Linked DNA regions of Mus musculus: regions 1, 3, 4, 5 and 6 are each linked to region 2. A link is a contact called in public HiChIP or PLAC-seq and promoter capture Hi-C data. All regions are on one chromosome and are shown on one strand. Each heading gives the region's core, a stretch centred on a gene start, on an enhancer-like site or on the middle of the called end of the contact. The rest is flanking DNA. Distances are from core to core; before and after follow the strand shown.

Region 1 (3,958 bases), core at 9-2,508, 340 kb before region 2:
GGTTCTAAAGCCTGAAGAACCTAGGCAGCACAGCAGAAGTGAAACCAAAATTCTAAATAAAAAGGTTTGCTGAGTTCCTCAAAGCTCAAGAGAGAGGCAGCCAATAAGATTGCCAAGAGGCATTTCCCAGTCCCTCCTCCGACTCGGCCTCGGGAGGGGCAGCGTCCTAAAAGGCTTTGTAGCAGCCCTAAAAGGAAGAGGACTTCACCTTGGCTCTGCAGACGTTCTCCTTGGGGCCCTCAAGCTGCAACCAGATATGAGGATTCTCTGGGCAGTCTTTGGAGAGGACGCTCATTCCCACGTTGAAGATACGCTCCAAGCGAGTCTGCTGCTCCCGAACCTTGTCCTCGGCCTCCGCAGACACCGCAAAGCGGTCGGGAGTCGGGGAGGCAAACCCCCAAGTAGACATGGCTTCTACCTGGAGTCCTGGAAGGGCAGAGGCAATCTCAAAGTCTCTGTCTCCCTTCAACCCAAATCCTAATCACATGGCATACATCCAACAATCAACAGGTCGCACCTAGTGACAGAACTGGTAAACAACCCCAGGAGATAGCAAGTCCACCTCGCGGGTGGAGAATATAGAAAATCATCTATACACAGGCCTCTCCCTGAGAGTAAGCCCTTCTTAAACAGGGCTAGCTGGGGTGGGCGACTGGCCAGAGAAAACTGATGACCACCGCCCTGAGAAGGGACGAGTTGAGAGGGCCTCCAGCTCATTTTGAGGGTCACAAGAAGTGGGTGGTTTGAGGAAAGAGTCCCAGAGCTGAGAGGTCTCGGATTTTTTGAGTAGAGGAGGGCCTCTTGGGAAATGAATACGCGCCAGAGGCTCTAACAGTGTAGTCCTGGGGTGGGGGTTTCCCCTATCCGCCTTATTCCTTCACTAACCACTCCCACCTCCCCGCCCCCGCCCCCCCTCCTCGTTTGTCCACTGTCAAGCATCCCACCCGGGGCCCAGGGGCATAGCCCGCCCTCCCACAGCCTGCGGCGGCCGCCCCCAGCCCGACCACCCTCCCGCCACGGCCTTCAGCTCCCGATCGCCCGGAAGGGGGACGCCTACCGCCAAAGCCGCGAGTTCCGCCCGCTCCTCTAGGTGCCCGCGGCGGGGGAGGAGGGGCCCGCGTTTCTCCCGCGCCCCAGGGGCCTGGGGCTGGGAGCCCGAATCTGGGAGGGCCTTCTCGGATCCTTCACCCAACCTAGACTTCTCTCGTCAACAACGCGTTGTGGCTTTGGAGTCACTTTCCGGCCCGGGGCGGAGCCAGCTCGGCTCCTCCCCCGCTAGGGCCGCACTGGCCAGGGCTCGGGGCAGGGCTGCGCTCCTCCTCCCCGGCTCGGCCTGCTGTCCTGCTGCCGAGCGACCCGCCCTCCACATCCCCTGCGGGGCCTACCGGGTCACAGACACTCACCCCACCCCCAACGCCTCCTGCCAACTCTCACGTTCGCCTCCAGTTCCTGGGGTCCTTGGGAGTTCTGCAGTTGATGGTTCCAAGAGAAGTGACTGGTCCAGAGTCACAAGAGAATCCTGCCCTTGACACAAGCACTTTCACCAAGTAGATAGAGTTGGGGGAGTAGGGGGGGAAGGGGGGGGAGATGAGGACACACACCTTGCCACAATAAGGAAAACCCCATGGAGAAAGACTGAAAAGGAGAAGATGAGAAAGGAATTGAAGAAATTTTGTTTCGTGTGTGTGTGTGTGTGTGTGTGTGTGTGTGTACACACCCTTGTGTGGCTAGAGCCCTCATATCCTCTCTCCATTCCTCTTCTCCCTCCCAGGGCCCAACTGCTGTCACTCCATGCTCTGCCAAGGAGGAGGGATCCGCAGAGACAGCAGTAGTAAGGCCAGGCAGAGCTGTGGGACACAAAAAGATACAGGGAGGGGAGTGCCCGGGCTAGGTGCCAGACTCACAGAGGACAGCAGAGCAGGGCAGGAGTACTGAAGCCTTGAAGCAGAGGGGGGAGAGCCAAGGGGACAGAAGACAGGAAAATCTGTGAGTTACAGAGGCACCTAGCAAGGATGGGGACGGAATGGCACAAACCCAAGCTGTCCTTGGCCCTGGTGCTTCTGACCCTGGAGGCTGGGTGGGCTCAAGAAGGGTCAGAGCCTGTCCTACTGGAGGGGGAGTGCCTGGTGGTCTGTGAGCCAGGCCGACCTACTGCAGGAGGACCTGGGGGTGCAGCCCTGGGAGAGGCACCCCCAGGACGAGTGGCGTTTGCTGCAGTCCGAAGCCATCACCATGAACCAGCAGGAGAAACCGGCAACGGTACCAGTGGTGCCATCTACTTCGACCAGGTAATCCCTCTGCCTCTGTCCGGAAGACATGCAAGGACCTGGACTCTACTGTCCAAGCCCCTTTGCATCCCTCGGACTCCAAGGAAACCATTACCTGCATCTCTTGCACCACCTTCCTCTAAGATGGCCACTGACCGTTGGTTGGCCTTCTTTCATTCATACACACAGCACCGTAGCCCTTCCTCATAGTTTTTGACTCTACACATTCCTGTCACACCCGTTTGCCACCCCTTCTCTCCTCACCCACTGCACAAATGCCAACCCAGTGATGCTCCTGAGCTCCCGGCACCCAGAATCCCTCTCAACACAATCTGCTTCCCCACAGGTACTGGTCAATGAGGGCGAGGGCTTTGATCGGACCTCGGGCTGCTTCGTGGCCCCTGTCCGTGGAGTCTACAGCTTCCGATTCCACGTGGTCAAGGTGTACAACCGCCAAACTGTCCAGGTGACCTAAGTGCCAGTCCACCTCCGGGGGGAAGGGAGGGTCATAGTGGACCGCAGCACATCCCTGGATAGCCCTTCTGTTGGACCTGTATCCCAGGGACCAGGAGCAAGGGAGGAAAGGCTAGCAGGGTATGGCAGATGTACAGAACCCAACACTGGCCACCCCTCAGTGCTCACTGGAGAGCCCACTGACCCTCAAGTTCCCAAAAGAAAACTCTTGGGAGGATGGGGGGCGGGGTGTCCTGAGCTAAGGACTAGGACATAGATGCTAACTGGGCTCCCCTCCCCAGGTGAGTCTGATGCTGAACACATGGCCGGTCATCTCAGCCTTTGCAAATGACCCTGATGTGACCCGAGAGGCAGCCACAAGCTCTGTGCTGCTTCCCCTGGACCCGGGGGACCGTGTGTCCCTGCGCCTGCGTCGGGGGAATCTTCTGGGTGGCTGGAAGTATTCGAGCTTCTCAGGCTTCCTCATCTTCCCACTCTGAGGACCCAAGCCTTTAAACGGAGATGTCTAGCATCTTTCTGCCCTTCCCTGCCCCAGAAACAAAGTATCTTTGGAGCAAGAGAAAGGCCCCCTCCAGGCTGCCTACGGCCCACCTCCTTGCATGAGATCATAGTTAAACACCCAAGGCTAGGAGCAGAGCAGAGCTACGGAACCTCTAGACAAAACGCCTCACTCAGGTCGCCCTCCCAGTCTCCTGCTGCCCCTCCTGCCCCTCCGCAGCTCCAGTTTAAGGCAGGGTTTGCTAAGAGGGAAGCTTGCACTTCTTCACAGACTCCACTCCTCCTGTTCTCCACCCCAGCTTCCTGCTCAGCGCTATTTGGTGACAGGTGGCGCAGGTAAGCTTGACAGGCTCCCACAGGGGCCCAGATGGACCAGCCTCATAGTACCTGCGGGCTCCATCCTGTGAGGAATGCCAGCAATGAGAGCTCTCGGCCAGCACCCTGTGAACAGGGCTGACAGCTCAACCACAAAAAAGCAGTGTGGGGAAGGCCACAGAGCATCCGTAGCTGGAGAGACAGGATGGGGCCATGTGCCTACCCTGAACATGTAAACATTCTGCAGGTAAACTGGGACAGTCAGAAGGCAGGAATCCTGCCGTCCATCTGTGCCAGGTCCCAATGGACTCTGGCCCTCATTGCCTGACCAGAGGCTTGGGTGTGTGTGTGTGTGTGTTTGCTCTGGCTAATAGGGGAAACTAGAGCAGGTATACAGACCTGGA
Region 2 (4,508 bases), core at 748-3,247:
GTGGGTATGTGGAGTGAGTTCAGACTACCTGTATCTGTGGCTTTTATGAGGTTTGTGTCTCCCATCGGGGAGGAGAGGCAGTCAAGCCTCTGGTCCAAGAGTGAAGAAAATTGCCCAGATGAGAGCTTCATGAGCAATCTTAAAGAAGCTCTTCCATGGCCTTTTCAATCAGTTTTGATGTTCAAATGGCAGCTACTATTATCTGTCTCCTTCGGTGTAAATGCCTCCAACAGAAGGCATAGCTCCAGATGGTAAAGCCCTCTCCCAGTGCCAGCCAGGCTTTAGGTTAGGATTCTCGAATGAAGACAACGGATGCTGGGGTTTCAGGTAGTGCCTCTGTTCACCTGGGTCAACAAGGGTGGACTAGCCAAGGATGTTTTAACATAGGGAAAACTGGATCAAGAAGAATAATGCCATTGGTCCATGCCTAGATTCCTAGAAGGGCAGGGTAGTCTCTGTATTGTTTGTCCTGCTACCCTCCTGGAAGATAGTAGGGTCTGCTGTGATTGGTCTGGACAAAAGAAGGTAAAGAGATGTAGTTACCCTTCTCACATGCCAGGCCTCACCTGCCAGAAACCCATAGTAGGCCTCGATGGTGTGGGCCTGTGCATTCCCTGGCTCTCCTTAGAAGCCTTAGGGGTTGATGGTAGGGTCAGAACCTGAGAACACAGGCTACATTGCCTGGGAAGGGAGAAGAGAAAGCTCTTGGATGTGGGAGTTTGGGCCTGGGTGGGGTGTTTTCCAGAAGACAAAAAAGGCAGCATACTTTGTGTGGCCCCAGGGGGTGGGGGCACAGCAAGGTAGGTCTCTTTGTGTGTTTTTCTGCACATGACAGTTTCCCTGAGAAATTAATTTTAAATGCATGATCCTGAAAGCTTTGATCCCCAGGTATTGGCTCCAGTTGTCTTATGGGAAGCACAGCTTCTCCCAGCCCCACCCCAATTCTCCTGCACGCCCCTGAGAGGGACCTTCTCTCTATCCTTCATAGACCACTCTCACATGGATTAACCAAGTAAACTGCGAAGAAGAGATAAGGAGTCAGTTTAGACTCTTTTACATCCTAGACCATGGAGAGAGGGGTATACGGAGAAGAGGCCCGGTTGTATGGGGGGTGGGGCAGGGGGAGCCAGCCAGGACAAGCCTGGGGTCCAGGACCTACTGGGGGAAGCCGGCCAAGTTAAAAAGGCAGTCTGCCCTCCTCCCATCTTGCTTGCTTCCTTCCTTCTCTCCCTCCCTGTCTCCCTCCCCCCCTAGTCCCCAGAGGCTTCACTGGGCTTCGTGCCAGGTTCCGTTCTGTTCTCAGGGAGGCTGCAAGTGATGTTTACCTTCTACCGTCTTTAGGGAGCTTTGAGCTCGGGTCCCCGGGGCCTCAAACCCTATGGCCTCAAGGCCTTAATGGTTACTCACACACTGAAAGCTGGACTAGGAGCCCTTGGTCTGAAAGAATTACATCTGCTAAGTAGAGCATTTGCAGAGATAGGGCTCAGGAAGGCAAAGGAGAAGGGGGAGGAGGTTGCGAGTGGCAGCTAGAACAGCACACAAGCCGCAGGGAGGGACAGAAGAGCACAGAGGCTGGCTAGGAAACCTGGCATGGCTGGGGATGGGAATGCGGAGGGGGGGGGGGATGCACCACCGTGAGACCCACACTGATTAATAGCCACCCTGCCAGTCTCTTCCTAGGATGGGAAACAAGCGGAGGAAGCCCGGAAGGTGGAGCGCGGAGTGGGCCCCGGGCTATGGGTCACTCACCGCAGGCCGGGGAGGTACATAGCAGCCATGGCACCTGGACTGGCGCTGCGGGATGGCCACAGGAACGAGCGCAGTCGGGGAGACAAGGAAGGCGGGGAAGGAAGGAGCATAGCAAAGCCAGAGGGAGTTGAGGTTGGGCGGGAGGCGCTTAAAAAGGAGGCGGGCAGTCCCCGGGGCGGAACCTAGCTGGTTCTCTCGCCCTTCTGTAGGCCGGCTCACTAGCCCGGGCTCAAGGCCCCGGGCTGGGTGAAGCCTCCGCCCCACAGTCATCACATCCTCAAGCCATTGGAGGCCGGAGTTCAATTTGGGATCCGCCCACTCGGCCAGCCACGCTGTAAGATACTGATGTAACTTTGAAGGCTGTTGCTCCTTAGAGAAAGCAACCAAGAGATGTCGAATGCAAAACAAGTTAAGAGTGAGGGATGAGACCAGGGCTGGGGAGCCCAGGATAACAAGATGCCTAAACCCTCAAGGTCTAGGTTTGCTTTTCCAGAGCACTCCTAGCCTCAGGCTTTTCTTTTCCAGGGTCCCAGATGCTAACTAAGCTCTCCTTAGTCCTCAAATAATAACAAAACCAAACTATTGTCCGTGCCCAGCTTCTTATCAAGGGAGTTTCCTCTAGCACCATGGAATTGGTGGGGTGTTTCAGGCTTACAGACATATCCTTGGTCCTCTAATGCCCTCCCCCACCTAATCCCAAAGAGAGTCCTTGTGTAATTTCTCAACATTTCATTCCAACTTGAGACCATTGGGTATTCAAATGCTGTACCAACCCAAACTCAACGCATCCATGATGCTCAGAATCCTCTTTCTGGTTGCAGCACTGTGACTTTCTTTGGAGAACCATCAGATCATGTGGGTCTGACCTTGCTTCTCTTAGGGCCAGTTTGTGTGGCCCACACCCTGGCCACAGCAATCAGGATGTTCAGAGACGGGGGCATGGGATCCCTGTCTGAGACCTTTTCTAACCTTTGGACATGAGCTCCTTTTTTTGCTGGATTGCTGAGTCTGTAGAGTCTAAGTTGGGTTCTGTTGGGTGTCAGCTTGATAATGCAAAGCACCAACCTGCCTGAGGCAGAGGCAGAGCAGTGAGACAAAGATCAATAGATGTCCCCTAACCACCCCAGTGGTCTTTATTAAGACTGTCTGAGGGCTTCTTTAAAAACCCCTTCTTCTTTTGGGGGTTAGGATGGAAACTGTGAGCAGAGATGCTCAGTGCTGTGGAGCCTGAGTTATGGCAGGGTCTCCCTAAACAGCCAAGGGCTCTCTTCCTCTCCTACTCTTGCTGGGGTAGGTGGTCCAGAGTTTCTTATTCTTTGGAGGCCATGTGGACCTTAGAGGACTGTGTGGACCTAAATGGTCCACTGCTCTGTTGCTGTAGCCAAATTATCTGTCATACCTGGATATGAGCTTGATAAAGTGGTTATTGAGAGCAATGCTAGTACCACTATCAAAGGTAGAATGGATGTTGCTGTTAAAGTCTCAAGAGGCAACTGGTCCCTATATCAGCCCAGGATGCTTCAATGCCTGCCTCATCATCATCTCCTCCTCCTCCTCCTCCTCCTCCTCCTCCTCCTCCTCCTTCTTTTTCTGAGACAGGGTTTCTCTGTGTAGCCCTGGCTGTCCTAGAACTCACTTTGTAGACCAGGCTGGCCTCAAACTCAGAAATCCGCCTGTCTCTGCCTCCCTAGTGCTGGGATTAAAGGCATGTGCCACCACACCCGGTGCCTCATCACCTTCTTATATCTGCATGTCTGTATTTACTTTTGAATCACAGTCTCCCTATGTAGTCTGGCTGTCCTGGAACTCACTATGTAGACAAAACTGGCATTGAATGCAGAATCTGCTTCCCAAGTGCTAGTTTTAAAGGTATGTGTCACCACACCTCTTGGCATCTCCCAGATGGCAGTTTTCTCTGGGCAGCATGTCAGATCCAGGACGCACAGTGGAAGTAGGGACAGAGAAGGTCATGTTAGTGAACTTACTGTTCAGCTCAGGCATGACCTTTGCCCACAGCTTTGGCTGTACCAGGAATGAAGGGATGTTTTGGGTAGCCCATGGCCATCACAGCACAGCTTTTCGGTGTGTGTGTGTGTGTGTGTGTGTGTGTGTGTGTGTGTGTGTGCGCGCGCGCGCGTGCGCACACGCGCATCTGTGTGTGATCCAAGGTCTTCTAGAGGACAGTAGTCATAAATCCCTTGATGGATGACCTTGGGCCAGGGATTGCTAAGCAGACTGTGGAACAGGGGGCATTGATGACAAACTTGAATGAGATGTTGTACCTCTCCTGGTCCATACCCATCACAAACAGAAAGGGCAGAGATGATGTCCCTTTGGGTCCATCCTCCCAGTCACCCCACCTTTCCTCACAACAGTGAAGACCCCACAGCATACTTGACACCAGCATCCACCCAGCTAATGTTGGAGAGATCAAATTCCTGGAAGATTAAAGACAAATTTCCCACGTGCATCCCAGACTGTACTGTGGAACTTGTCATGGGTGTATAATCATACTGGAACACGTAGACTAATAGTTGAGGCCAATGAATGGGTTGTTGGTGGCATCTGTATCTCCTGTACTAAGAGTTGAAGGCAGCCTTGGTGACCTTGCGCCAACACAACCAAATCCATTCTTTTTAATGTTTACTATCATGTCTCAGATATTAGACTGGCACTTCTTGGAGGAGATGTGGCTGGTTTTGGAAATAGGTGAAGCAGAAAGCCTATATTCTTGTTACAAGAACGAATCCATTATTATT
Region 3 (4,098 bases), core at 137-2,636, 310 kb before region 2:
CCTGCACATCTGTTCTCTGGGCAGACACCTCTCCCCTCCCCCAGCACCTCTGTCAGAACTGGAAAAGTGCTGATGCAGCAGCTTAATGGGCGTGTTTAGGGAGAAATTTCCCAGCCTCCCCTTCCTTCTGCTGGCTGTGTTCCGGGCCTCCCCTACCTAGGCCCTGACCAACTGAGATGTGGGTAGAGCTTCAGCCAAAGGGTTAAAGACTAGCTTGTATCCGAGAGAAGGGAGTCCAGAGCATTCCTACTGGAGAAGATAAGGGAATCTGAGGGAGTAGGGGGCCCTTGGGTGTGACTGAACCAGAGGGAGGAGCCCAGGCAGAGAAGCCAAGATGAGCGTAAAAGGGACAAGCTGCAACCTGGCCTCTCCAATATCCAGCTCCATACAGCAGGCCCTTTCATCTCAACGTCCATGATTCCCTGGCATCCCAAGGCACTGCCTTCCAGAACAGATGCATCCTACTCTGCCGGCAGGGTCCTAGGTTCTACAACCTCCACCAACCTACTCCTTCCTGACTCTGATGACTGAGGCAGACCCTCACCCTCTCTCTCTCTCTCTCTCTCTCTCTCTCTCTCTGAGTCCTACTGCTTCGTCTATAAACTGCCAACGCCACTCTACAAGTGTCTCTAGGGCCCTCCTCTGGTCCCAGTACTCAGAGAAACCGCCCAGGATTTAAGCAGACAGAAAGAACGGAGGCCTTCCAGTGTCTTGGTGAGAACAAAGACATATGTTGCAGAGGCCACAAAAATGCAGGCCCTTAAACTGATCCCAAGATGGAAAATCTGGGCCTGTTTCTGACCAGAGAAGGCTGGTAGAAAGAGACTCTCAGCAGAGGTTCTCTCAGCACACTTAAAGGACAGAAGTGACATGTAAGAGAGGGGTGGGGCAGAAGGGAAAGAAGGAAGCAGAGGGACAGAGCAGGGGCCCCGCAGATCTGGAGGGAGGGAGGCCCAGACCCTGCAAGCCAAACAGCAGGACAAGCTCAACACCTCTGGGGACTCTTGACTGTTCAGGAGAGAGGGAGAGGATCTGACTAGGAGGGAAAGGAAAGAACAAAACGAAGCTGTTTACCTTGGCTTTGCCCGTATTTTCCCGGGGCCCCTCCAGCTGCAGCCAAAAGTAAGGGGTGTCAGGACGGCTCTGGAAAGCGGTCACCTTGACCCTGAAGATGCGCTGGACTTGCAGCCGCTGCCGGTGTACCCGGGGCTTCGATTTTGTCTGCACCATGAACCATTCCTGCGCTGGGGGTTTACCCCCCGACAAAAGCATGGCTGTCCCTCCGGCCCCTGGAAAGCGTGAGAAGTGTCACGGGTCCCAGCACCGAGGCCCCCAGCCACCTAGCCCTGCAGCCTAAGCCACGCCTCCCCTCCTTGAGGCGCGCCCCCCGCCACCGCCTCCCTGCTGTGGGTTCTGCGACCCACCCGCCAGCGCTCCGCGCCCGCCCTCCCAGCTCCGTCCCTTTCCGCCGCAGCACGGGAGACAAACCCTTCCTGCTAAGGGTTGTAGCTAGGGGTGGGACCGAGCGGATTCCCGCCGCCCTTCCTCCCCCTCAACCACCACCCCCTCCTCCCCTTCGACCTCGAAGCCAGGCCCCCTGGATAAACTCGCCTGAGCTGCTGGATGGCTTAAAGGGGCGCTGGAGACTGAGGGAGGGAAGGAGAGGAGGCTGGGCGGGAGGGAGAGGGCCAAACAGGGTCTTGGAAGCAACTGCCTTCCACCCAAGTTTTGTGTTCAGGGGTCAAAGTTCCTTCCTCGAAGGAAGGAAAAGGAAGGATTGAAGAGTTGATCTCTGAGACCCTGGTTTTAGATTCCAAGCAGTGTTCTACACACACACACACCACATACACACCACACGCGCACACACACCACATACACACCACACGCACACACACAAACACATCACACACACACACACACATGATCCTTGGTCGTCTGGACTTCCCTTGAAAACCCTTTACTACACCCATCTCTTTGTGGCAGGAAAGGGTTAAGGGAAAATGGGGTGGAGAGACCACAGAGGCTAGGGCCTGTAGAAACTATGGGCTGGAGACCAAGCAGGACGTAAAGGGTTACAGCTCTGACCCCCACCCCCACTCTAGTCTGGGGACCGCCTGGAACTGGCTCTAGGCCCAGGCCCTGCGGAAGCCCCCCAGGGCTGGAGGGGCAGGGGGTTAGCTGCCAGAGTTTTCAGGCTCGGGTTGTTTAGGAGAACCCCTTTTTTTAGCAAGTGTGAGTTAGAGTGTGAGGAGCCAGTGGGAGGTAGGGTCTCCAATCATCCTTATCCACAGCCATATGGTTGGCATCAGTGGTCCAAGACTAGCCCTGGGCTGGGGACACTCTCAAAACCCGAGCTGCCTTGGAGACATGCTCAGTACAAAGAACACTTTATGTGGTCTTGTAGCCTGAAGTAGCCTGGCACTGGGAAGGCACAGTCTGCAGCTGGGGCCTCGAGAGAACCTTACTTTCCAAACAAACCAAGAGTCACAGTCTGACAGACACAAGTATGACCTGACCCACGGGAACAAAGGACAGCTATTTTTTTTTTTAAACTGAGTCCTTTCCTAGGACATCGGTGTTACAGAGCCACCGATGTGTGTATGTATGCAGGCCAGTGGGGAGGTGCACGCTGTGCAGAAGGGGCCCAGGGGGAAAAGATTCAGGTTACTGCCAGACTAGACTGGATGGTCAAGCCCCACCTTTACAAGGTCTCATCCCTGGAATGGAATTCAGAGAAATAAAAGGTGGGTCTGTGGGGTTCTGGGTAACGAGTTCTTCAACCCTGCCCCTCCAGAAGGCTTTGAAGTCAGAGGCTGTCTGAGTGACCCCACTTCTCTCCACTTTCCCTGCCTTTAATTGTACTATCAAAAGGCAGGCTTGGCAGGGCACATCAGAAACTCCGGGTTTGCAGAAGGCTGAGCCCAGAGGCCCTGACTCAGAAGAGGATGGAAGGGTGTGCCTCAGTTTCCCTTCCAGGAGCAAGGGAGCCACACAGCCTCTCCCCACCCCTTCTGTTAGTGATGCTAAATTCTTTCTGCCAGGGCTAAAGATGTCAGGGAGAAGCCCCAGGTTTAATCCTATGTTCAAAGAGGCCATGCAGAGGGCAGAAAGAAGCCATGCATAAGACACTTCATAAACAGATCCTTTTAAAGCAACTTATTTAAACTTTTGTGCTTGGTTGCTTTAGCTCACAGACATGGGGGTAATAGTCCAAGGCCCAGGATGGACATCAGCTCTCACAGGTAAACTTACATAATTCAGGCAATGAATTACATACCAGCGTAGCTGTGTACAGTGTACTGCGACACTTGCTAACTGGTAGTCAGTCTCCTTTCCCAGATCTTGTCTTCCTCCCCATCTCAGCTCAAGCCAATGTGTCCTAGAGATTCTCTACCCTAGAAATTCTCTCCTCCTGGACTCAGCCCTTACCACCTGCTAACCCAACCACGTGGAGAAAGTGGATTTGGCCAAAAAGCTGGCTATCACCCTTTGTCAGGAATGAGCCTACGAACCCTCAAACAAGTCAGTAAATCCCTTGGTCAGAGCTCAGGTGTCCCCTCTGCTAATGTATTCACTGAGTCAAGTTTATTCAACAATTTCAACAGGTATTTATCTGCTAGAAGCCAGGCTCTTGGGTACAGCTTTGACTTGGGTATCTATTTGCTTGTTGGAATGGGTCCTATATGACTCAGACTGCCCTAGAATTCACTACATCATTCGAACTGGCCTTGAAGTAGAAGCAATCCTCTTGTCTCTGTCTCCCGGAGACTGTGATTACTTGCATGCACCAACATACCCATCTTCTCTTAACAAACTTTGATCCGTGTATCCTCCCAGTTCCAGCTCAACTACATTCGTCGACTTTGAGGGGGAGAACGGGAGTGGAGGTTTTGAGACAGGGTTTCTCTGTGTAACCCTGGCTGTCCTGGAACTCGCTCTGTAAACTAGGCTGACCTCAAATTCAGAGATTCTCTGCCTCTGTCTCTCAAGTGAATACTGGGATTAAAGGTATCTGCCACCTTGCCTGGCCTACATTCATTAGTTCTTTACTTACAACATTAGGTTGAAAGGTGCTTGCTTTAAACCTGGCACAGGCTC
Region 4 (4,598 bases), core at 713-3,212, 360 kb after region 2:
CGAAAGCCCGAACCTCGTGGACAACACTGCCCAGTTTAGCCCACTTGGGGAGAGAACCTGGCCCACTCCTTGAATTACATTTCTAGAAGCTTTTCTTTATTGATTTTTGGAACAGAAAATTCCTCAGGCATTTCCCTTTTACAGGTTGGAAGCTTATCTGGGTGGGGTCTTACACTGCGGGCACCTCTCTCTCCGTGGTTTCACTTCAGGCATCTTTTTTTAAATTTTATTTATTTAATCTCTTAGAACAGCTAAATGTTTATTTAAAAAGCAAATCAAGCATATTTGCCATCTTAAAAAAAACATTGCAAAATTTGGAGGATTATTTATAATCTGAAGACACATAAATTCTTAGACAAATGGATGAATCTCGAGGATATCATCCTGAGTGAGGTAACCCAATCACAAAAGAGAACACATGATATGCACTCAATGATAAGTGGATATTAGCCCAGAAGCTCAGAATACCCAAGATACAATTTGCAAAACACATGAAACTCAAGCAGAAGGAAGACCAAGTGTGAATACTTTAATCCTTCTTAGAAGGGGGAACAAAATACCCATGGAAGGAGCTACAGAGACAAAGTTCAGAGCAGAGACTGAAGGAATGACCATCCAGAGACTGCCCACCAGGGGATCCATCCCATAAACAACCACCAAACCCAAATTGCAGATGCCAACAAGAGCCTGCTGACAGGAGCCTGATATAGCTGTCTCCTGTGAGGCTCTGCCAGTGCCTGGCAAATACAGAAGTGGATGCTCACAATCATCCTTGGACAGAGCACAAGGTCCCCAATGAAGGAGCTAGAGAAAGTACCCATGGAGCTGAAGGGGTTTGCAGTCCCATAGGAGGAACAACAATATGAACTAACCAGTATACCCAGAGCTCCTTGGGACTAAACCACCAATCAAAGAAAACACATGGTGGGACATGTGGCTCTAGCTGTATATGTACCAGAGGATGGCCTAGTCGGTCATCAATGAGAGGAGAGGCCCTTGGTCCTGTGAAGGTTCTATGCCTCAGTATAGGGGAACGTCAGGGTCAGGAAGCAGGAGTGGGTGGGTTGAGGAGCAGGGGGAGGGTATAGGGAATTTTCAGAGGGGTAACTAGGAAAGGGGATAAGAATTGAAATGTAAATAAAGAAAATATCTAATAAAAAGGAAAAAAAGACACATAAAAATTATTGGACTTATTAGGACTATAAATACTAACCCTTTCACCTCCAACACCAATGAAAAAAGCCAATTGTTACAAAAATATAAAAAGTATACTAGCTTCTAGTTAACCTTCATGGAAAAAAATCTCAGGACTCTGGAGCATATCTGGATTATATGCCTAGCGAGCACACATGCTACCTTCTCAGCTTTAAAAGGAAAAGCTGTAGAACATTAAATCCTGTTATAGATGTGGCTACTTCCTTCACAGTAATGTAACACTTGTGAGTGTTAACAACTTGAAGTTCCCCTGCAGTGTGGAATCATAGGGCAGGAGGCTGGGTTCAGCCTCACTCCACAGCCTTCACATCGTTCTCTCTCTGGCTCCGTAAGCTCCTAAATCTCTGGGTACCCAGGCTCCTGAGCTGGCGCTACCCCCATAGCTTTTCTCACCCTCACTGAAGAATGGAAATAGTTAAGAAATGGGGAAGAAAACCTAGTCTGGTGCTCCCCGTAGTACCTGTTTGCTTGGTGTGCACATGGCCCACCAGGTGTGCTAATTCAAGGAATATACTTGCTTGGTGGCTGCTACTTTGTGACACACAGGGAAGCCCACATCAGGCATCTTTATCCAGTTCAGCATGAGCCTTGGCTCCGACATTGAATTTCCTGGTGTTCTTTTTCACTTCAAACTCTACATTTTACATTTTTTTTTTTACCGATTGCCCTTTGTCATCCTAGATCTGCATAAGAATAATCACTAATTACCATGTGACAGTGCCAATGACACACCTCCTCAAACAAAACCAAACCTCCAACAAAGCCACACAATGATGCCCATGTCCTGTAAGCAGCAGGAGAAAAGCTTTCAAGGGCAAATGGTGGTTAAAGGGGAAAGTGGCAAAGCCACACCTCCTGATTCTTCCCAAATAGTTCCACCAACCAGGAACCAAACATTTAAATCTTTGAGCCTACAGAGGTCACTCTCATTCAGACCACCATACACGCATATTCAGAGCCCAGATCTACATAGGGTGCCACTCCTCGTGTGCTGTCCACCTCTGCCCCTCTGCAGACAAGAGTCTCTTATTGTCCCAGGGCATGCCAATTAGGCTAGACTGATTTCTTCCTTTCTTTCCTCAAAGAAAGACAAACTCCTGAAGCTCTGGAGTGGGCCGGGGCAAGAATTGAATGATAATTTTTAAAAGAACAATTTTCTTATGTTACTGAAAAACCCATGCCCAAAGAAAAGTTCCCAAGAAGCAGGAGAAACTAGACATGTCTGAGTGATCCTGTACAGGAGGAATGCAGTCACACCTCATTTGTTTAACAAACTTTTGCTGAGGACCTTCTGCATGACAAGTTTCCCGTTAGAGGCTTTAAGGGAAAACAAAGAGAAGGACTACGGTGCCTATGCCCATGGTCAGCAGGAGCAAGGCTCTGCAGCAGTGATGCCCAAGCCCATGGTCAGCAGGAGCAAGGCTCTGCAGCAGTGATGCCCAAGCCCATGGTCAGCAGGAGCAAGGCTCTGCAGCAATGATGCCCATGTCCTGTAAACAGCAGGAGAAAAGCTTTCAAGGGCAAGTGGTGGTGAAAGGGGAAAGTGGCAAGAAAGGCAGAGGCAGAATCTGGGGGAAAGTTTGCCACTCAAAGGACTTTGGTCTTGATTTAAGCTGATGGAAAGACAGCCCAAATAGTTTCATCTATCTCCTAAAGTCACTGCCTAGCTGTGGGTGAGTATGCCTCTCCCAAAATTCAGGCATTGAAACCTAGCAGCAAGTGTGATGGTTAGAGAGCATTGGTTGCTCTTCCAGAGGTCCTGGGGTTCAATTCTAAGCACCCACATGGAAGCTCACAACTGACTGTAACTCCAGTTCCAGGGGATTTGACACCTTCACACAGATATACATGCAATCAAAACACCAATGTATAAAATAAAAATAAATAAATAAATCTTTAAAAATAAAAAAAAAAGAGTTAGGTCTTGGAGTTTCCAAGACGGCTCGGCAGTTAAAAGCACTTGCTGTTCTTTATTACTTTTTTACAAGTACCACATAAGAGGTCACAACTGCCTGTAACTCCAGCTTTAGAGGATCCAATACCCGCTTCAGACCACCATGGGCACCAAAAACACATGTGGTTTGTGTCAGAGCATTTTGCCTGCATGTACATCTATGTAGGCCTTCAGAGTTTAGAGGAAGGCACCAGATCTCTTAGAACTGCAGCTGCACACAGCTGTGAGCCACCATGGATCCTGAGAACTAAGCCTGGCTCCTCTGCAAGAGCAACAAGTGTTCTTAACCACTGAGATGTCCAGCCCACAGATTTTTTTTAAATTAAATATTTTTAAAGAGATAGGTCTTTAAGTCACCATAAGCCATCCCCATTGGTAAATGAGATTAAAACTTTTACAAAAGAGGCCTCGCGCTGTGTTCGACTCTCTTTCTCTTCCCTTGTCTACCATTCTTTTCTCTCCCTCCATACGATGCAGAATTTCAAGATATTATCTTAGAAGTGAAGAGACTGAACCTTAATTTTTCTGTCACCTTGTTTTTGGACTCCCCAGCCTCCGGAACTGTAATTAAATGGCATTCTGTTCTGTAAGAAGTACCCATTCCCAGACACTTTGTTACGGCAGTGTAGGCAGGCTCATGTTTTAAAATCTGCTGCTTCAACAGTGGGTAGCAGGCACACATCTGTAATCCCAGCACTCTTAACAGCTAAGACTGAAGATCACCAAGCTGAACTCTGCCTGGGCTACAAAGCAAGGCTTCATGATAGATAGATAGATAGATAGATAGATAGATAGATAGATAGATAGATAGATAGATAGATGATAGATAGATAGGTAGATAGATAGATAGATAGATAGATAGATAGATAGATAGATAGATAGATAGATAGATAGATATACAGACAAACAAACAACTCTGCAGTTTCTATGACAGTGACATTCTGTTCCAGAAAGAGTTCTGAATGAGTAGAAAGCAGCCAGTGTGCCTCTCTGCAAGTAAAATTTTATATGCTTAAAATCACCACCAGCAGCTAAGTAAGCTCTCTCTGTTCCTCTCTTGGCTTATTGCAAGATTGTGCATTGGTATGGAGTCCATGTATGGTGTGAAGTTGGCTGATAGAGTTTGTAGAAGAAAAAAAAAGAATGAATTGGAGGAATGTTGTGGCCTTCTGGGTGGAATTTAAATCTTTAAGGGGTCCATAGGAACCAGTTTAACTCTATATGCATTTAGCAGCATAGCAGTAGGCTCTCCCCTAGACCTTCTGACCTGTCTAGCCATAGTTCTTGACCTGATAGTGGTACCAGATGTGAATTTGGGCATATGGGATGGGACTTAGACCTAATTGGAAAGTGTTTGGCTCCATTTGTGATGTTTACCAACTATTTCATCAACAGGCTTATCTTCCCAGACCAGTGATTATTGTATCTC
Region 5 (4,608 bases), core at 1,932-4,431, 460 kb after region 2:
TGTTCTTAACCATTTTGCCATCTCCACAGCCCCCTAGGGAAATGGCAAGTTTCCTACAATATTTGAGTGTACCTGTGTTATTTATGTCTATGATTTGTAAACATAGATAGGGTGTATAAAGTACAAGGATCATATTGCTGCTCAAAATTAATTTTAAAACATTTTGGACTTTCCCTTTTGGGTTCCTATTTCTTTGTTTGAGACAGGTCCTACTACTCTGTAGCCCAGGCTAGCTTAACCTCACTATCAAACTCAGGGTGTCCCCAGCTCACGGCTATCCTGCTCCTCCTGAATGCTGGGGTTATAAGCATGAGCCACCAAGCCCAGGAGGGTTTAATCTGTTTATGTCTTTCAGTGCTGAATATTAACCCAAGGCCTTGTGCATATGAGGCAAACACTCCACTACGGTATACATTTAGCCTATACTTTGAATTTTTAGAATAGAGATGTTCAAACTGCAATAGTTGTTCTAATATGATTTATTTATTCATGTTTGTTTGTCTGTTTAGTAGTATTTGGGGTTAATCCAGGGCTTCACACATGCTAGGCAAATGTTTTTACTACTGAGCTGTAAGCCAGATCCCTTTGTAACTCTGTATAGCCAAGGTTGGCTTTGAACTCCCGGCCCTTCTGTTTCCAACTCTGGAGTGCTGGGATTACATGCATATACCGCTTGGCACTTGTTATTTTAAGACAGGGCCCCACAGTCTGTAGCCCAGACATTCTCAAGCTTATAATCCTCCTGTCTCAGTCTCCCAGTAGCTGGGATCATAGGCAAGGCTGCTACAATAGTATTAAAATGACATCATTACATCATAGAAGCTCACATCAAATTGGAGAACCAGGGACACTTAACAGACCTTACTGTGGTAGTCCTCCAAATTCAGAGAATCCTCCGGGGATAGCCTGTGCCTAGATCAAATAAGATGGTGAGTCCAGATTTAAGGCAGATCAGCCTCTGCCCCTTCACTTCCAAGTGCTCCTACAAAAGAAAGGTTCTGAGCTGCCTTCACGCAACCATCCAAGCCTGAGGCTCGTGGAACACAGGCTGCTCTAAGCTCTAAGTCTCACAGGGGTTCAAGCCCAGCAGTTGCTGTTCTTCCAGAGTTCAGTTCCTGGTACCTGCATTGGGCAGCTTACAACTGCCTAGATCTCCCACTCCCGGGGGGGAGTCTGATGTCCCCTTTTCTGGCTCCCTCGAGCAACCTCACACACATATATATAATAAGTAGTTTTTTAAAATGGTTAAACACTCCTATTTAACCAAAGCAGTCTTATGCTACCACCCTCGGACATCTAATGTCTAGTCATCAAACAAAATGCCTGGGCAGGATGCTCTGGTCTCATCATGTAGCCCTGATAAGTCTAAAACTCTGAAGACCAGGTTTGTCCTTGAACTCAGTGATGGACACCCACCTCTGCTAGCAGTGAACATGCCTAGAAACCCATACGCATATTAGTGTGTGTGGCTTCACCCAGCTCCTTACCACCCACCTCCATCTTTCTCTGAGTCTTCCCTTTTTCTCCTCACAACCTACCGGGTCCCCTCAAGTCCACCTTAAGCATCTTGCAAGGAATAAAATAGCCTCCTGGTAGTCTTCCTCTCTCTAGGGACGTCGAACCACCCAGCCTGCAAGACTGTAGTATTTACATATGCAAATCACGATCCATTGCCGGCTCCTCCTCACTCCTGGGCCCCTTCTTTCCCAGCCTTAACTGTCTCTCTCTTTGTCCTCTGTGGCATTTCTTCTGCTTGCTTATTTCACTTTCCTCAGTGCTCACAAAATTAATCTTACACAAAGTAAGCACTTCCTAAATATTCATGAGGATGGAGAGAGGTCAGTAGGAGAGGTAGAATCAAAATGGACTCTGGGATAGTGCATTGCAATTTTCCTTTTAAACTCAAGGTAAGATTGTGTGTGTGTGTGTGTGTGTGTGAGAGAGAGAGAGAGAGAGAGAGAATTATTATTATTACTATTATTATTATTTTAAATGTAAGGGAATCTGGGCCTAATGGCACCGGCCTGTCATCTTCGACACTTGGAAGGCTAAAGTGGGTGTAGCACAGGTGTTTTGGTTTGCTTGGGCTCCAGAGTTCAAGGCCATCCTAAGCAGCTTCGTCAGATCCCATCTCAAAGCACTAGAGGGACCAGAAAGTAGTATGGTTCGGTCCATAAAGGCACAGGACCTGTGCCCAAGCCTGTTGACCCACAATGAGTGCCTGTGTGCTGCATACACACACAGAGTAAATAAAAATTATTTTTAGAAGATCGATATTTTCTTAAAAAAAAAAATAAGATCAAAGGACTGTTTGGATATGGTAGCACACACCTTTAATTCCAGTACTAGGGCTGCAGAGGCAGGAGGATCACTTTGAGTTCAAAGACAAACCTGGTCTTCAGAGAGAGTTCTAGACTTACCAGGGCTACATTATGAGACCGAGTCTCAAAGGGGAAAAGGGGGGCGGGGGAAATGGCTCAGCCATTGAGATCACTTTTTTTTTTTTTTTTTTTTGGTTTTTCGAGACAGGGTTTCTCTGTGTAGCCTTGGCTGTCCTGGAACTCACTTTGTAGACCAGGTTGGCCTCGAACTCAGACATCCACCTGCCTCTGCCTCCCAAGTGCTGGGATTGCCCGGCCCGTTGAGATCACTTACTGCTCTTGTGAGGTCCCAGTTCCCAGCACCCATGTCTAGTGATTCACAACTGCCTGTGACTCCAGATCCAAAGGGAATGTAAATGCTGCAGGGGGAGGCCATACCAGTTTGGGCTCAGTATTAGCTGCTTCCCTAGCCTGCGTGTGAGCCGGGGAAACATCCTCCTTTTGCTCTGAGGTGATGAGTGTCTCCAGACCCAGCAGCCAAGAGCTGAGTGAGGAGCTCAGAGGTAAAGCCTCGTCCAGCATATGCAAGACCCCCGGTTCAATCGCCAGCAGCAGAACAATAAACCAAGGCCAAGTAAGTAAGGCTTGAGTTCTGCCAACCTCCTAGGGAATCTCGACCTATCAGCTGAGGCAGGAGGATCATGGGTAATCTACTGCCAGCCTGGGCTTTAGAGGAGGGGCAAAGAGGGATAATCGCCAAGCAAAGCAGTAAATGGTGGGAGGACTAGGTGTGAACCTGGCCCCATTGAGAGGCGGAGCAGGAGGAATGCCAGCCTCCTTCCAAACACTGTGCTCTGCCCCGAGGGAGGGGATGGCCAAGCAGGGGGTAGAGCATGGCCCTCACTGACACCCAGGCCATGCACTCTGTATATTGATTGCCCTTATGGCCCTCACCCCATTACTCCCAGGTTTCCACGTGAGGAAGTAGTCTGGATAAGCAAGGTTGAGTGCTGGTGAGGGCCCGGGCCAGCATGACTTTGGTCTCTTACACTTGAAGATGTAAAGCTCAGGGCTGGTAGAGTCTTGGTGCCCAAGCTGTTGCCACAAAATCTTTTGCCCTTCACTGGGCCTGAGGAAATGGAGGGGGGCAGGTTTTGTTTATTCGGTTTGCAGAGCTGGGGCTTGGTGGTGTTCCCTCTGTGACCAGCAGGGGGCAGTGGTGCTTCTCCTAATCTGATCCAGGTGGGGCTTGGAGGGAAACACCCTGGGCCACCGTGGCTTCAAATTCTGTGGCGCCTCTAACTCCATTTCCATGCTCTGCCCTTGCCCCCTGGCTCCAGGACTTCTCTAGTTGTCTGTCAGTTTCCCATCCTACAGGGTCTCAAAGACTACCTTAAAGATCTTCCACTTGTATGCTGAACCTCAAATTCAAGCCTTTCAGTTTCTGCCTCCTGATATATGTGTGTGTGTGTGTGTGTGTGTACATATATGCCTTACTCTTCAGGTCAGTAATTATGACTGCCTTCTGTTTGCGGGACAGCAGTTCCTGTCGAGCCTTGAAAGCACTCCCAGGCTTCCCTCTCTTGAGTAACAGGCAGACAGGAAAACCTGGCGGAAGGGGGAAGGAGACAGTTCCCAGAACGAAAAGCCTGTTTCTCCACAGCCTTGCCTTATCCCTTCCTCTCCACCTCACCCTAGTGAGGAGCTGGGACGGGAGGGAAGAATGGAAGGCCACGAGGGAGCTCCCAGGACTGAGGGCCGCTTTAGAGCTGTCGATCCATCCATCTTTCGGGGCGACTGCACCCTCAGAACTCTCCGCCCTCCCTAGGCTCCAGGGCTCCCTCCTTCCATTCCCCGTGGTGGCAGCAGCCTTGTAATTTAAAGCTCTCCCTGTCGCCTCTAATGCGATCCTCCGGTTTTATTGACTCGCTCTGCGGTCTGTGGCGCCCCTTCACATCAATCTCCGCTCTAATCACACGGCTGCCACTGCCTGCTCTGCGGAGGCCCAGCCCTTTCCTCTACTGTCCCCCACCTCCAGAACACCAGCCGCCTTCGCTCCAATTCCTTCTGAGCTGTAATGTCATGGTCTGTGGCGGCTGCCTTCTGCCTCTACCCTCCTGTGAGACCAGGCCCACGGGAGAGCTGCTCTTAAGAAATGCTGGGAACCACAGGAAGAAATGGCTGTGGGACAGGGGTGACTGAGAATCTTGGCTAGGGATAGCAGGTAGATGAGCCCCGATTTTTTAGAGGCTTTCGTGCCATCAACAGTTCAAGGCAAGAAGGGCAA
Region 6 (4,189 bases), core at 1,293-3,792, 490 kb after region 2:
TTGTTGTTGTTTTGGTTTGTTTGTTTGTTTTTGGGTTTTTGCTTGTTTTGTTTTTGTTTTTTGGTTTTTTGTTTGTTTGTTTGTTTGTTTGTTTGTTTTGAGACAAGGTCTGTCCATGTAGCCCTGAGTATCCTGGAACTATGTAGACAAGGCTGGCCTCAAATTGGAAGAGACCTACCAGCCTCTGCCTCCCTAGTGCGGGGTGGGGGGCAGTGCCATGCCACTACCATGTGCCACTACCACCACCATCACCACCATCACCACCCCCCCATCCCCTACCCCCTACTCCCAGTTTGGTAAAGAGGATTTTTTTCCTTTTTTTTTTTTAAAGATTTTTCTTTATTATTATATGTAAATACACTGTAGCTGTCTTTAGACACACCAGTAGAGGACGTCAGGTCTCATTACAGATGGTTGTAAGCCACCATGTGGTTGCAAAGAGCAGTCAGTGCTCTTAACCTGCTGAGCCATCACACCAGCCCCTGGTGAAGAGGATTCTAAGGCTCTATAAAGGAACAGCACAGGGCTCCGTTGTTCAGATGTAAAGCAGAGGCACCAAGCCAGATCCCATTGAAGCCTGTCACTCTCTAGAATTACAGTGACTTAGGGCTACTTCTGCTGTGACAAGGCACCTTAGCCAAAGACACTTGGGGAGAAAAGGATTTCTTTGGCTTACATTTCCACATCATAGTTCATCATCAAAGGACATAAGGGCAGGAACTCAAGCAGGGGCAGAAATCTAGAGGCAGGAGCTGCTGCAGAGGCCATGGAGGGGTGCTATTCACTGGCTTGATCCAGAAATCTAGAGGCAGGAGCTGCTGCAGAGGCCATGGAGGGGTGCTATTCACTGGCTTGTTCCACATGGCTTGCTCAGCCTGTTTTCTTACAGAACCCAAGACCACCAGCAGCCTAGGGATGGTACCACCCACAGTGGAGCGGACCCTCCCTCATCAATTACTAATTAAGAAAATGCCTTACAGGTCTCCCTTCAGCCGGATCTTGTAGTCATTTTCTCAATTGAGGTTCCTTCCTCTCTGATGATTCTAGCTTGTGTCAAGTCGACATAAGAATTAGCCAGCACCGGGCAGTGATGGCACATGCCTTTAATCCCAGCACTTAGGAGGCAGATCTCTGAGTTCGAGGCCAGTCTGGTCTATAGAGTGAGTTCCAGAACAGCCAGGGCTACACAGAGAAACCCTGTCTCAAAAAACAAAAAACAACAACAAAAAAAGAATTAGCCAGCACAGACAGACCAACACTTTCAGAGGACAGAGTCCTTAGCAACCATCAGGTTTAACAGAGTCAGCTGGGAATCTGGGTGGGTATTGCTTGACCTCAGTGACCTCAGCCTCAGGAGAGAGTTTGTCAATTACACACAGCTCCTGAGAGGCTCCACAGCCCCTCTTTTTTCTGGCCTGCCCTTAACTTCCCTTGCTTTTGGACCCCACAGCGTCTGGGGGCTTCAGGAGACTACCCCACACGCCTTGAGTGTGTTAGGCTGTAACAGCAGCTTGTGCTTCACACAGTGCCCCCAAATGTCCTGGACATCCTGACCTAGAACTTTGTTCTAGCTCTCTGCGACCTCTCTTCTGGAATGGCTCATACTATACCTCTATCCTCTACCCCAACCTCAAGCCCACAGTATCTGAGACTCCAGACGTGTTCATACCAATTTCCCTTTCTCTATTCACTTTGCTAAATCCCTGAGGCCATTTCACCTCTGTGTCACTGACCTCAGGATTCAACAACCCCGCCCCCACCCCGTGTGAGTGCGAGAGTGTGTGTGTGTGTGTGTGTGTGTGTGTGTGTGTGTGTGTGTGTGTGTGTGTTTGCCTGCCTGCATGCATGTGTATCATGTGTGTCCCAGTTCCCAAAGAAACCAGAATGGCATTGGATCCTCTGGGACTGGAGTTGCGGACAATTACAAGCTGCCACGCTGGGAATCAAACCTGGGACCTCTGCAAAAGCAGGAAGTGCTCTAACCCACAGAGCCATCCCTCCAGCCAGAAGACGTTTTATGTCAGCTGGGACATGTGACCCACTGGCACAAAGAGACACTAAGCCAGGCCTCTGTCAGCTTCGGAACATCACTCTCATGAAGACCCAATTCCGTACAGCTCATCTTTTCTTGGCCCATTCATGGATAAAGGGGGACAAAGTGAAGTCCCTTTCTCAGAAGTGAGAGAAAAGAAATTAGAAACTAGAAATTCTCACAGGATACAGTTGTTTGTTCTACACACACACACACACACACACACACACACACGAAAAAAAATGGGTGTTATACCTAGCTACTTACAGTCTACCATGTCTGGATAGTTTCTCTGAGCACCGTGTAAAATGGAGGACTCTCTTTTCTTAGTGGGGCTTCCATTTCTCTGCCTGATCTGGGGATCCTGACCCATAATCTTCTACCTGAAGAGGAATGTCACATAGTCCTTGGCAAACCTACAAGTTCAGCTTCCTCTTTCCCACTAAGCCTGCCCAGCAAGTACCTGGGATTCCTAGAATACCTATCTCTCCATATGAATAGGCATTCACAGGACTTTAAACTCCAGCCAACTGTTTCATTCAACCTGAAAATGCCTTCTCACTCTCCAAAGTTCATATATAGTCCCTGGGTCACCCCGATAAAGACATGAGTGCAAGCTAAGAGCAGCTAGGAGAGCTGTTTCATTAACATCCTTGAAGAGCACTCATACCAAGATGGGGGCATGATAGTCTAGGGCTCTACCACTAACCACAACCCAAACCTCAGGACAGAGTTTTAAAGAAAGCTATCTGCTAAATTATTCCTTTTCCTGTGAATGAGAAGGCAAAACTCTAGCTCACTGGAATCGTGGATTCCAACCCAGTTCACCTTCCCTTCCAGAGTCTATTCTACCTCTCAGGCACCTCAGCACAGAGCCATTGTCAGTAGCAGAGGCATTACAGAGCTACGGTACACACGATGGCTATGGAATTATCAAATTACCCTGTGAAGCCTGGCCAGCTCCCTACAATAGTAGCAGTCAGCTATACAATTCAAACTGATAAACTGGATATTGTCTTCTGGAACCAGCACTCTGCCTAACAAGTATTCTCTTTTTTGTTTGTTTGTTTTGTTTTGGGGTTGGTGAGGTTTTTTTGGTTTTTTTTTTTTTTTTTTTTTTTTGTTTTTTTTTTGTTTTTTTTTTTTGAGACAGGGTTTCTCTGTGTAGCCCTGGCTGTCCTGGAACTCACTCTGTAGACCAGGCTGGCCTCGAACTCAGAGATCTGCCTGCCTCTGCCTCCCAAGTACTGGGATTAAAGGCATGTGTCACTATGCCCGGCCTAACTAGTATTCTCTAAGCTTCCTATCAGCATCGGCGAGGAAGGAGAGGCTGGCAAGGGATGAGCATCTAGAGTGAGGCACAGGGGCCAAACAGAGGAATGGAAAGTACTCAGTGCCCATTACTTCTAGAGGTTCCCAACATGAACTACCTACTTTCACCCTCCCACCCAGATGTGCACCCATGTTAGGGCCTTTGTACTTTGATATTTCCTATATAACTGCACAGCCGGCCACTGGCCTTCCCGGTCTTTGTTGGCTGTGATGGGTATTCTTGGTTATCAACTTGACCACATTTGGGATGAACAACAAAATCCAGAATGGAGGGCACACCTGTGAGGTTTTTTTTTTTTTTTTTTTTTCTTGTTTTTCTGCATGACAGGAGGGCTACTGGGTTTGCTGGTTGCACTTCTAATCTGGTAAATATACTTCTAGTTCATGAAGATGGGAGGTGGGAGGACATACCTTTAATCTGGGGCATGTATTCTGCTGGAAGCCAATATACAAGGACCCTGAAGAAGAAAGCACTTGCTCTTTGCCTACTTGCTCTTGCCTTATTAGCAAGTTCATTCCTTTACTGGTGTTACAGCCTACTTCTTTGGGATTCTAGCATCTATAGAAGACCAACTGTGGCATCTAGCCTTGTGGACCGAGCAACTTGTGGATTCTTGGATCTTCTGTTTATAGCCTGCTGTTGTTGGATTTGTTGGTCAATAGCCTGTAAGTCATCGTAATAAATCCCCCTGTATGTGTGTGTGTGTGTGTGTGGAGAGGGAGAGAGAAAGAGAGAGAGAGAGAGAGAGAGAGAGAGAGAGAGAGAGAGAGAGAGAGAGATTCATTCTATAAGTTCTGCTACTGTCTGCCTTCAGTTTCACTGGT

The links. Promoter capture Hi-C pulls out the DNA fragments that hold promoters and counts their contacts. HiChIP or PLAC-seq counts read pairs in DNA pulled down with a chosen protein or histone mark.
Region 1: a promoter capture Hi-C map of erythroid cells shows a contact between it and region 2, with 4 times the contacts expected there. The contact joins the promoter of Khnyn here to the promoter of Pck2 in region 2. A contact is called at or near these places in 7 of 39 promoter capture datasets (the C10 cell line, cranial neural crest, embryonic stem cells and 4 more), 1 of 115 datasets of contacts at active chromatin or transcription factors (memory CD8 T cells) and 2 of 9 other capture datasets (adipose tissue and liver).
Region 3: a contact with region 2 is called in a promoter capture Hi-C map of second pharyngeal arch cranial neural crest. The contact joins the promoter of Nynrin here to the promoter of Pck2 in region 2. A contact is called at or near these places in 5 of 39 promoter capture datasets (the C10 cell line, cranial neural crest, embryonic stem cells and 2 more), 1 of 115 datasets of contacts at active chromatin or transcription factors (embryonic stem cells) and 2 of 9 other capture datasets (adipose tissue and liver).
Region 4: a contact with region 2 is called in an H3K27ac HiChIP or PLAC-seq map of embryonic stem cells, with 3 times the contacts expected there. The contact joins the enhancer-like site here to the promoter of Pck2 in region 2. A contact is called at or near these places in 9 of 39 promoter capture datasets (cranial neural crest, embryonic stem cells, frontonasal cranial neural crest and 4 more), 1 of 484 Hi-C or Micro-C datasets (the N1E-115 cell line), 7 of 115 datasets of contacts at active chromatin or transcription factors (acute myeloid leukemia, embryonic forebrain, embryonic hindbrain and 2 more) and 2 of 9 other capture datasets (embryonic stem cells and liver).
Region 5: an H3K27ac HiChIP or PLAC-seq map of embryonic stem cells shows a contact between it and region 2, with 2.7 times the contacts expected there. The contact joins the enhancer-like site here to the promoter of Pck2 in region 2. A contact is called at or near these places in 7 of 39 promoter capture datasets (cranial neural crest, embryonic stem cells, liver and 3 more), 1 of 484 Hi-C or Micro-C datasets (rod photoreceptor), 8 of 115 datasets of contacts at active chromatin or transcription factors (embryonic hindbrain, embryonic stem cells, forebrain and 2 more) and 2 of 9 other capture datasets (adipose tissue and embryonic stem cells).
Region 6: a contact with region 2 is called in an H3K27ac HiChIP or PLAC-seq map of embryonic stem cells, with 2.9 times the contacts expected there. The contact joins the enhancer-like site here to the promoter of Pck2 in region 2. A contact is called at or near these places in 6 of 39 promoter capture datasets (the 3T3-L1 cell line, the HPC-7 cell line, cranial neural crest and 2 more), 1 of 484 Hi-C or Micro-C datasets (cerebellum), 5 of 115 datasets of contacts at active chromatin or transcription factors (embryonic stem cells and forebrain) and 1 of 9 other capture datasets (embryonic stem cells).

What each region holds. Positions count from the first base shown.
Region 1 is chr14:55,882,242-55,886,199 of GRCm38.p6, reverse strand. Khnyn (KH and NYN domain containing) reads right to left here and starts at 1,258. Exons shown (of 8, transcript NM_027143.3): 1 at 1,058-1,258; 2 at 209-426. The coding sequence starts at 409. Cbln3 (cerebellin 3 precursor protein) reads left to right here and starts at 1,944. Exons shown (of 3, transcript NM_019820.3): 1 at 1,944-2,288; 2 at 2,614-2,733; 3 at 3,023-3,958. The coding sequence starts at 2,013. The coding sequence ends at 3,220.
Region 2 is chr14:55,537,755-55,542,262 of GRCm38.p6, reverse strand. Pck2 (phosphoenolpyruvate carboxykinase 2 (mitochondrial)) reads right to left here and starts at 1,997. Exons shown (of 10, transcript NM_028994.3): 1 at 1,750-1,997. The coding sequence starts at 1,778.
Region 3 is chr14:55,851,403-55,855,500 of GRCm38.p6, reverse strand. It overlaps Nynrin (NYN domain and retroviral integrase containing), which reads right to left and starts at 1,386. Exons shown (of 8, transcript NM_001040072.1): 1 at 1,075-1,386. The coding sequence starts at 1,272.
Region 4 is chr14:55,182,220-55,186,817 of GRCm38.p6, reverse strand. No RefSeq gene overlaps it. Among named protein-coding and RNA genes, the nearest start is that of Gm23596, 23 kb to the right of the region's middle. Within about 2 kb of position 1,962, at least 4 of the 459 cell types and tissues checked have an H3K27ac peak or open chromatin away from gene starts, as enhancers often do. A contact at or near this core is called in the N1E-115 cell line and embryonic stem cells, where this site is marked.
Region 5 is chr14:55,078,359-55,082,966 of GRCm38.p6, reverse strand. The region is part of intron 1 of Zfhx2 (zinc finger homeobox 2); the gene reads left to right. Among named protein-coding and RNA genes, the nearest start is that of Zfhx2, 11 kb to the left of the region's middle. Within about 2 kb of position 3,181, at least 98 of the 459 cell types and tissues checked have an H3K27ac peak or open chromatin away from gene starts, as enhancers often do. A contact at or near this core is called in adipose tissue, embryonic stem cells, forebrain and 3 more, where this site is marked.
Region 6 is chr14:55,046,679-55,050,867 of GRCm38.p6, reverse strand. No RefSeq gene overlaps it. Among named protein-coding and RNA genes, the nearest start is that of Ngdn, 33 kb to the right of the region's middle. Within about 2 kb of position 2,542, at least 10 of the 459 cell types and tissues checked have an H3K27ac peak or open chromatin away from gene starts, as enhancers often do. A contact at or near this core is called in embryonic stem cells, where this site is marked.